2 separate regions of the Mus musculus genome follow, and region 2 is linked to region 1. A link is a contact called in public HiChIP or PLAC-seq data. All regions are on one chromosome and are shown on one strand. The core of a region is the stretch at or near the end of the contact, and the rest is flanking DNA. Distances in the headings are between cores, read along the strand shown. Region 1 overlaps Stox1 (storkhead box 1). Region 2 holds the start of Stox1 (storkhead box 1).

The links. HiChIP or PLAC-seq counts read pairs in DNA pulled down with a chosen protein or histone mark.
Region 2: an H3K27ac HiChIP or PLAC-seq map of embryonic stem cells shows a contact between it and region 1, with 6 read pairs. The contact joins the promoter of Stox1 here to the enhancer-like site in region 1. A contact is called at or near these places in 4 of 39 promoter capture datasets (3T3-L1-derived adipocytes, embryonic stem cells, macrophages and 1 more), 8 of 484 Hi-C or Micro-C datasets (the C2C12 cell line, the G1E-ER4 cell line, the HL-1 cell line and 2 more), 9 of 115 datasets of contacts at active chromatin or transcription factors (the SCID.adh cell line, embryonic fibroblasts, embryonic stem cells and 3 more) and 4 of 9 other capture datasets (adipose tissue, embryonic stem cells, liver and 1 more).

The regions. Positions count from the first base shown.
Region 1 is chr10:62,691,249-62,694,896 of GRCm38.p6, forward strand. All of the region lies in intron 1 of Stox1 (storkhead box 1), which reads right to left. Among named protein-coding and RNA genes, the nearest start is that of Mir7215, 11 kb to the left of the region's middle. Within about 2 kb of position 1,758, at least 3 of the 459 cell types and tissues checked have an H3K27ac peak or open chromatin away from gene starts, as enhancers often do. A contact at or near this core is called in embryonic stem cells, where this site is marked.
Region 2 is chr10:62,724,330-62,727,977 of GRCm38.p6, forward strand. Stox1 (storkhead box 1) reads right to left here and starts at 1,765. Exons shown (of 4, transcript NM_001033260.2): 1 at 1,439-1,765. The coding sequence starts at 1,739.

The sequences.
Region 1 (3,648 bases), core at 508-3,007:
CCTTAGCTGCTCTGGAGTTCACTGTGTAGCCCAGGCTGCCCTAGACCGCACAGAGATCTCCCTGCCTCTGCCTCTGCCTCTTCAAGTGCTGAGATTAAAGGCATGCACCAACACAATATTTGCATAATAACTAATTTGCTGCCTGTCTTAGTTAGGGTTTCTATTGCTGAGACAAAACATTGTGATCGAAAAGCAAGTTGGGGAGGAACGGCTTTATTTGGCTTATACTTCCGCATTGCAGTCTGTCACTGAAGGGGGCCAGAACGGAACAGGGCAGGATCCTGGAGGCAGGAGCTGAGGCAGAGGCCATGGAGAGGTGCAGCTTGCTGGCTTGCTCCTTACGGCCTGCTCAGCCTACTTATATTACCCAGGACCACCCGCCCAGGGATGGCACCCACCGCCAATGAGCTGGGCCCTCCCCCATTAATCACTAAGAAAATGCCTTAATTTCCAAAGTACAATCACTGCATCCTATGGATCCGCCCTCCTCCTCTCAGATGGCTTTAGCTTCTGTCAAGTTGACATAGAACTATCCAGAACAGTTCTACTACCGGCTTTTATTTTTCTTTTAAGATTTATTTAGCTGGGTGGTGGTGGCGCACGCCTTTAATCCCAGCACTTAGGAGGCAGAGGCAGGCGGATTTCTGAGTTAGAGGCCAGCCTGGTCTACCAGAGTGAGTTCCAGGACAGCCAGGGCTATACAGAGAAACCCTGTCTTGAAAAAAAACCAAAAACAAACAAACAAAAGATTTATTTTATGTGAGTACACTGTAGCTGTCTTCAGACACACCAGAAGAGGGCACTGGATCCCATTACAGATGGTTGTGAGCCTCCATGTGGTGGCTGGGAATTGAACTTAGTACCTTTGGAAGAGCAGTCAGTGCTCTTAACCACTGAGCCATCTCTCTAGCTCTACTACAGGCTTTTAAAGTAGATCTATATAGCAAATGAGCTTTGCTCAAATGACCAGAATTGGAAGTCTTGGAGAGGGACGCTGATATCATGACAGTAGAATTAAAATTAACATTATCCTCCTGCCTCTGGAGTTTTGCAGGCACTAGCTGGGTGGGTGCCATTTAAGACAAACCCACAGCGAATTTGGTCCTAATATCTGCTCATCAGACTGGAACAGAGCAGCCCACGTGGGGGAGACAGACAGATCTCTGTAAATTCAAAGCTAGTCTGGTCTATAATAGGGAATTCAGGGCTACATCATGAGACCCTGGTACAAAAAAAAAAAAAAAAAAAAAAAAAAAAAAAAAAAACCAGAGAGGAGTGGTGTATTGTGGGAATCTAAATAGCAATCAACTGTGGAGAGCCCAAGGGATACGATTGTGTGCTACAGACAAAAGAGAATTTTGTGTTTCTTCAAGTTTAGACCACTCTGAATGCATCATCAGAAACCTGAGTTCCTAGAGGCTTGGAAAACTCAGCCAGAGAGAGAGAGAGAGAGAGAGAGAGAGAGAGAGAGAGAGAGAGAGAGAGAGAGAGAGAGAGAGAAAGAGAGAGAGAGAGAGAGAGAATTCCATTCGACTCTCTGAACCTTAAAGGCGTGTGTTTACACTGCCAAGGAGCAGGAGGCTCAGACCCATGTCTTAAGTCAAAAAGTTGGAGGCACCAGTGCTTCTCTGACCTCTAGAGAGATGTATTTACATTCCAAAACAGGTGGAGAAAGAAAGACTCCGGCGGAGCCTTCTCATCCAGTGTCCTGCCCACCCCTGTTGGGAAGGGAAGAAGCAGCGGCCATTGTCCTGCGTATGAGCTGAGAAGGTTTTTGTGGAACCGCCTCCAGCCTCCCACTGAAGAGTGGTTTATCCGTTCCTTACATTACCCTGTGGTATTTGTACAATAACTAACTTGGTTCCACTTTCAGAGAGTCAGTATTAGAAAGCTAGTAAAGAAAGTTAGTATTAGAAAGCTAGTAAAGAAAGTCTGGTGGAGGGCTCAGCGGCTAAGAGCACTGACTGCTCTTCGGAAGGTCCTGAGTTCAATTCCCGGCAACCACATGGTGGCTCACAACCATCCGTAATGAGATCTGGCGCCCTCTTCTGGTGTGTCTGAAGACAGCTACAGTGTACTTACATATAATAAATAAATAAATCTTTAAAAAAAAAAAAAAGTCTGGTGGAAACCCATTAAAACACACACAACCATTTAAACAAATCACCAATAAGCTGGGGCATTAGATGGTTTGGCAGGTGACTCGAGATGCTTGCCACCACAGAACCCACATGATAGAAAGAACGGACTACCACAAGTTGTCCTCTGACCTCCACATGTTCAAATGCCTTGGCAGGCACACTCTCCTCCCTTCAAAGTAAATAAACATAATTTAAACAATGTAAATATCGGGAAACTGTTCTATAGGTACATGCCAAAATGAAAGCATATTGGAAAAAGTTTAGAAGCCAGGTAACTTTCATGCTAAAGCATGGGGTGCTTTTAATCCCAGCACTCGGGAGACAGAGGCAGGGTAGCCTGGCCTATAGATTGAGTTCCAGGACAGCCAAGGCTACAGAGAAACTTTGTCTCTGCCTTGAAAAAACAAAATAAACCAACAAACAAAAACCTTGGTAAGAAGTTTAAGTGTGCCGGGCAGTGATGGCGCACGCCTTTAATCCCAGCACTCGGGAGGCAGAGGCAGGCAGATTTCTGAGTTCGAGGCCAGCCTGGTCTACAGAGTGAGTTCCAGGACAGCCAGGGCTACACAGAGAAACCCTGTCTCGAAAAACCAAAAAAAAAATTTAAGTGTGTGTTGCATACACTCTGCTCCACTCTGCCTGACAGGGCTTACTTCCTCTATCCAACCCTACCTATATGTATGTCTCTTTGCTGTAGCTGAGTAAGACCATAAGTACTTAAAGAGAGGGATTCATTTCAGGTCAGAGTCTCACCACCATTGGCTGGGGACAGAGCTGATGAAAATCCAAATTTATATCCACCCACAGGACTCTGCATTACCTCTACCAAACTACTCCACACCCAGACTTCCTGAGTTCTCCTCCAGGGTCTAACCCAGCCAGTACCCCTGACCTCTTCATCTAAGCCTTTCCCACAATCTACAAGATTTAACCTGGGTATCCCCAAGAGTTCTCCAATATAGCCTGGCCTTTTCAGCCTTGACTCCAGAAGAGTGAAGATTTGTGTGGGGATCCCCCGTACCTACTACAGGACACCTACAGCATCATATCTAAACTTCCCACTCATACACACCTTTCTACCCCCACCCTCCCAGCTTGGAAGAGGAAGCACATCCTGTATGCCAGCCCAGTCCCCTCTGTCAACCCGACTGCATTCTACCTAAGCCACTTCAACCCCTAGACCCACCCTGCTCCTTACAAACTTAAAACTAACAAAACTCCACATGCCCCGATAGATCCCTTTGCAGGAATACTAACAATACAAAAGATCAAGCCAGTATATCTCTCCCAAAGCTACCAGTCCTATAGAAATGTTTGCCAGTCAGAATGACCTAGATGGACTCCAGAATACAGACATTAGAAGAACAATCATGAACCTCCTTAAAGACTTCAAGACAGTTAAAGAAGACTCGAGAAGCAGCTCAATGAAATCAAGGGAAAAGACCTTAAAGAGTGAGGAGTGACACCAAGGCTAGGTGAGAACATCAAAGCCCAACCAGGACCTGAA
Region 2 (3,648 bases), core at 515-3,014, 33 kb after region 1:
ACTGAAAGCCCCTTTTTTCAAAATCCAGCCTGTCTGCAGAAGATTCCAACTTTGGGTACCTGGCTCCCTGTTTCAGAACCCGGAAACCATTCTTTTGACATTCCTGCATGGGAAAGGAGATGAGACCCTATCTATGTAGTCTGGCAACCATCTCTCTTCTTGTTTTTTGTTTGTTTGTTTCTTTGTTGTTTTTTGTTTTGTTTTGTTTTGTTTGTTTTTTGAGACAGGGTTTCTCTGTATAGCCCTGGCTGTCCTGGAACTCACTTTGTAAACCAGGCTGGCCTCAAACTCAGAAATCTGCCTGCCTCTGCCTCCCAAGTGCCGGGATAAAAGGTGTGCGCCACCATGCCGGGCTCCATCTCTCTTCTTAATCAAAGAAATATGGGGACAGGCTGGGGGTGGGTGGTTGCAGATGGCATGAAGTTTAGAGGCCTTCCCAGGTTCAGGCCAGAGGAGGTCACTATTCCTGGACAAGACCACACACAGCATCAGGTGTCTCCCGTTGCCCTGACCCTTACCCCAGGGAGTAAAACAAATTTGTTTTGCTGGTGCTTCTCTGGGGATGGGGGAAGGAGGAGGAGGAGGAGGAGGAGGAGGAGGAGGAGGAGGAGGAGGAGGAGGAGGAGGAGGAGGAGAACCAGACTATGATGGAGAGGTTCCTTGAAACAACTGGCTTCTTGTCACCACCAAACCATCGAATGGTCCCACAGCCCCCACAGACAGAATGAGGACAGAACCAGCTGTTACTGGGAGCTGACACAGTTGCCAGAGGTTAGTGGCCTGTGTCAGTAACCACCCCACTGGTGCAGCGGTTCAGTTTCTCAACCGAGAAACAAATGGGTTAGTCCGAAAAGACTGGGAGGTGGAACTTTCTCTGTTTGGTGAATGATGTGTGATGTGTCTACAGCACCATCTGTTTCTTTTCCCCACCAGTTAAGGACGATCCCGCCCCCCCCCCAAAAAACTTCTGAAAGTTGAGCGACCTAAGACCACTCCTCCATCCAAGACAAGCAGGACAGGAACACCAGGTACTGGGAAGGGAAGGGGAGTTGAGGGGAGGGGAGCTGAGGGGAGGGGAGGGGAGGGAAAGAAAAGGGGAAAAAAAGGAAAGGAAAAAGGAAAGGATGGCAAAGTTAAGGAAAGGGGAAGGGAAAGGAATGGAGAAAGAAAAGAAAAGGAAAGACGGACGGAAAAAGGAAAGGGAAGGAAAAGATAGGAAAAAGGAAAGGAAAGACGGAAGGAAAAAGAAAGGGAAGCTAAGAAGGAAGGAAGGAAGGAAGGAAGGAAGGAAGGAAGGAAGGAAGGAGCAATCGGATCCTCTTTCGGACCCGAGCCTCACTTTTCCTAAAGTGCCCCCTCCCCTAACACCAGGAACCCGCGCGCTCCCGGGACCTGTTGCTATGACCCCGGGCGCTGGCGACCTCCGCCCCACACTCACCCACCGCGGTGATGCGGAAGCCTCGGGGCGGCCGCAGGGCTCGGCGACGCCACGCATCCCGCAGCACCTGCACACAGGGCTGGGGCGCGCGCACCAGCAGCACCCCGCGCCGCAGCCAGCCGAGAAAGGCCAGCCGCGAGGCGGCGCGCGCCAGCCGTGCGTTCCAGAAGCAGCGCGCGTTGGCGCGGCGGAAGGCGCGGAAGAGCGCGCGACCGCCCGGCTCCCCCGCCGCCTGCCCGGCCTCCCGCGGGCTCAGCACCAACGCCAGCGAACCCGGTGCCAGCTGCACGGGCCGCGCCATGCCGCCCGCTCGCGGGACTCGAGATCACTGAGCCCACCTCGGCTGCCCCGGGAGCCCTCTGAGGGGGGCGGGGCCGGGGTGGGGCGGGGCTTTCTAGGGCGTCGCTGTCACTCCCGGTTCCCACAGCAACCAGAAGAGCCGGTGGCATCGCCCACCCGCAGTGCCCGGAGGACCCAGGTCGCGCGTGGGAGGTGACCCAGGTTTGAGCCTCTGCTCCGTTCCTGACCTCTCAGGCTAGTTCTCTGGCGTCTCTGGGTTTGGACCTGGCCAGGTTCCTCATCTCGCAGCAGAGGACTCTGAGGACCCTCTCATCCATGGTTTTCTGAAGTTCCAGGGTCTGTCTCCTCCCCTAGTGTATCCCCTTCTTTTGAGAATTTTGAGGAAAGCAGGGTTAGCGAGCGAGAGGCGGTAGCAAAAGCCTGGGGCCCCACCCTGGTTAGGGCCTGGGGATTCTGACGCTGCACTCGATCATGCCCCAAGAACCCCAAAGGAAAGGCCGAGATCTGCCCCTGCAGACTATGGCCGGCGTCGCAGAGCGATAAGGACAAACAGGCTGGGCCGGAATTGAGGCCCTGGGTCCCTGAGGATAAAGATCTATTGGAATAAGGAAACCGGGCAGGATAGACATTAGACTTAACTATGAACTCAATACTATAAAGAGCAAGGTGCTTCGGCAAGACCTGAGGGGTCATTTCAGACTTACCATCCATAATATCGATATAATAATCAGGGGTGGGCACAGAGAGAGACAGGGTCAACATATGTCTCCCAGGCTGGTCTCAAACTCATGTTCCTCTTGCTTGTGCAACCGTTTTTATTTTTAACTACACCACCTTTATAACTACCATAATGAGATAATCCATACCCCTATCCATCAATCACAGATGTTATTAATAACAATAGCCCAGTTTCACAACTCTCTGTTAAATTAACTATTGTAGATTGATATCTCTAATCCCCAAATCCCAGATGCTCTAAGAATTTTTTTTTAAGTACTACTGTGGTTTCACACGCAAAAAACATCACACTTGACTTCAGGATGTGTGTAAAAGGGGTGGCTATGAGTTGAGTGAATTGTGTGGGACCCATCTCCAACTTGGCTCCTCAAGTAGATCCAAGTGTGCCAGCATCTGAAAAAAATGGGCTATCTGTCCCCAAGCATCTTGGAGACAATTGTATCAATAGCATGCATGTGTGCCACCCTGCCTGCCTGTGAATGGCCATGCCTAAGTGCTGGGGTGTGTATGTGTGTGTACCATGGTACCGACCTAAGAGCTTCCAGGAAGTCTCCTGCCCCCACCCCCTGCCTCACCATAGCACCACTGGGATTACAGACATTAGAGATTATACACATACTATATCTTATGTACTATCCTGCCTCAATTTATATGGGTTTTGACGATTTAAACTCGGCCCTTTTGCTTTTACCAACTGAGCCATCTCTCCAGCCCAGCCATAATCCTGTATTTTAAACTTTGGGTTTTTTTCCTCAAATGACAAAAACTATAATTAGTTAGGTTAAAAAGTATCCCACCTTTACTCAGGCAAACAGAGAGTTTAGCTCCAGACCAAGCAAGGGTCAGGCAACCTTGTCTGGTGCTGGTGGCTCGCCACCTTCCATGCTGGGAAAAGACTCATAGGTGCATTGAAATTCTGGCTTCTCGATGGGACAAAGGCACAGAGCTTATTGTCAAGGTCACTGCCATTTCTCACTTGCTAGGGACGGAGTGAAAACAGAGGCATTTGATTTGTAGAGGAGGAGCAGGAGGAGGGGGAAGAGCAACAGGAGGAGGAGGGCCGGGCGTGGTGGTGCACGCCTTTAATCCCAGCACTCGGGAGGCAGAGGCAGGCGAATTTCTGAGTTCGAGGCCAGCCTGGTCTACAGAGTGAGTTCCAGGACAGCCAGGGC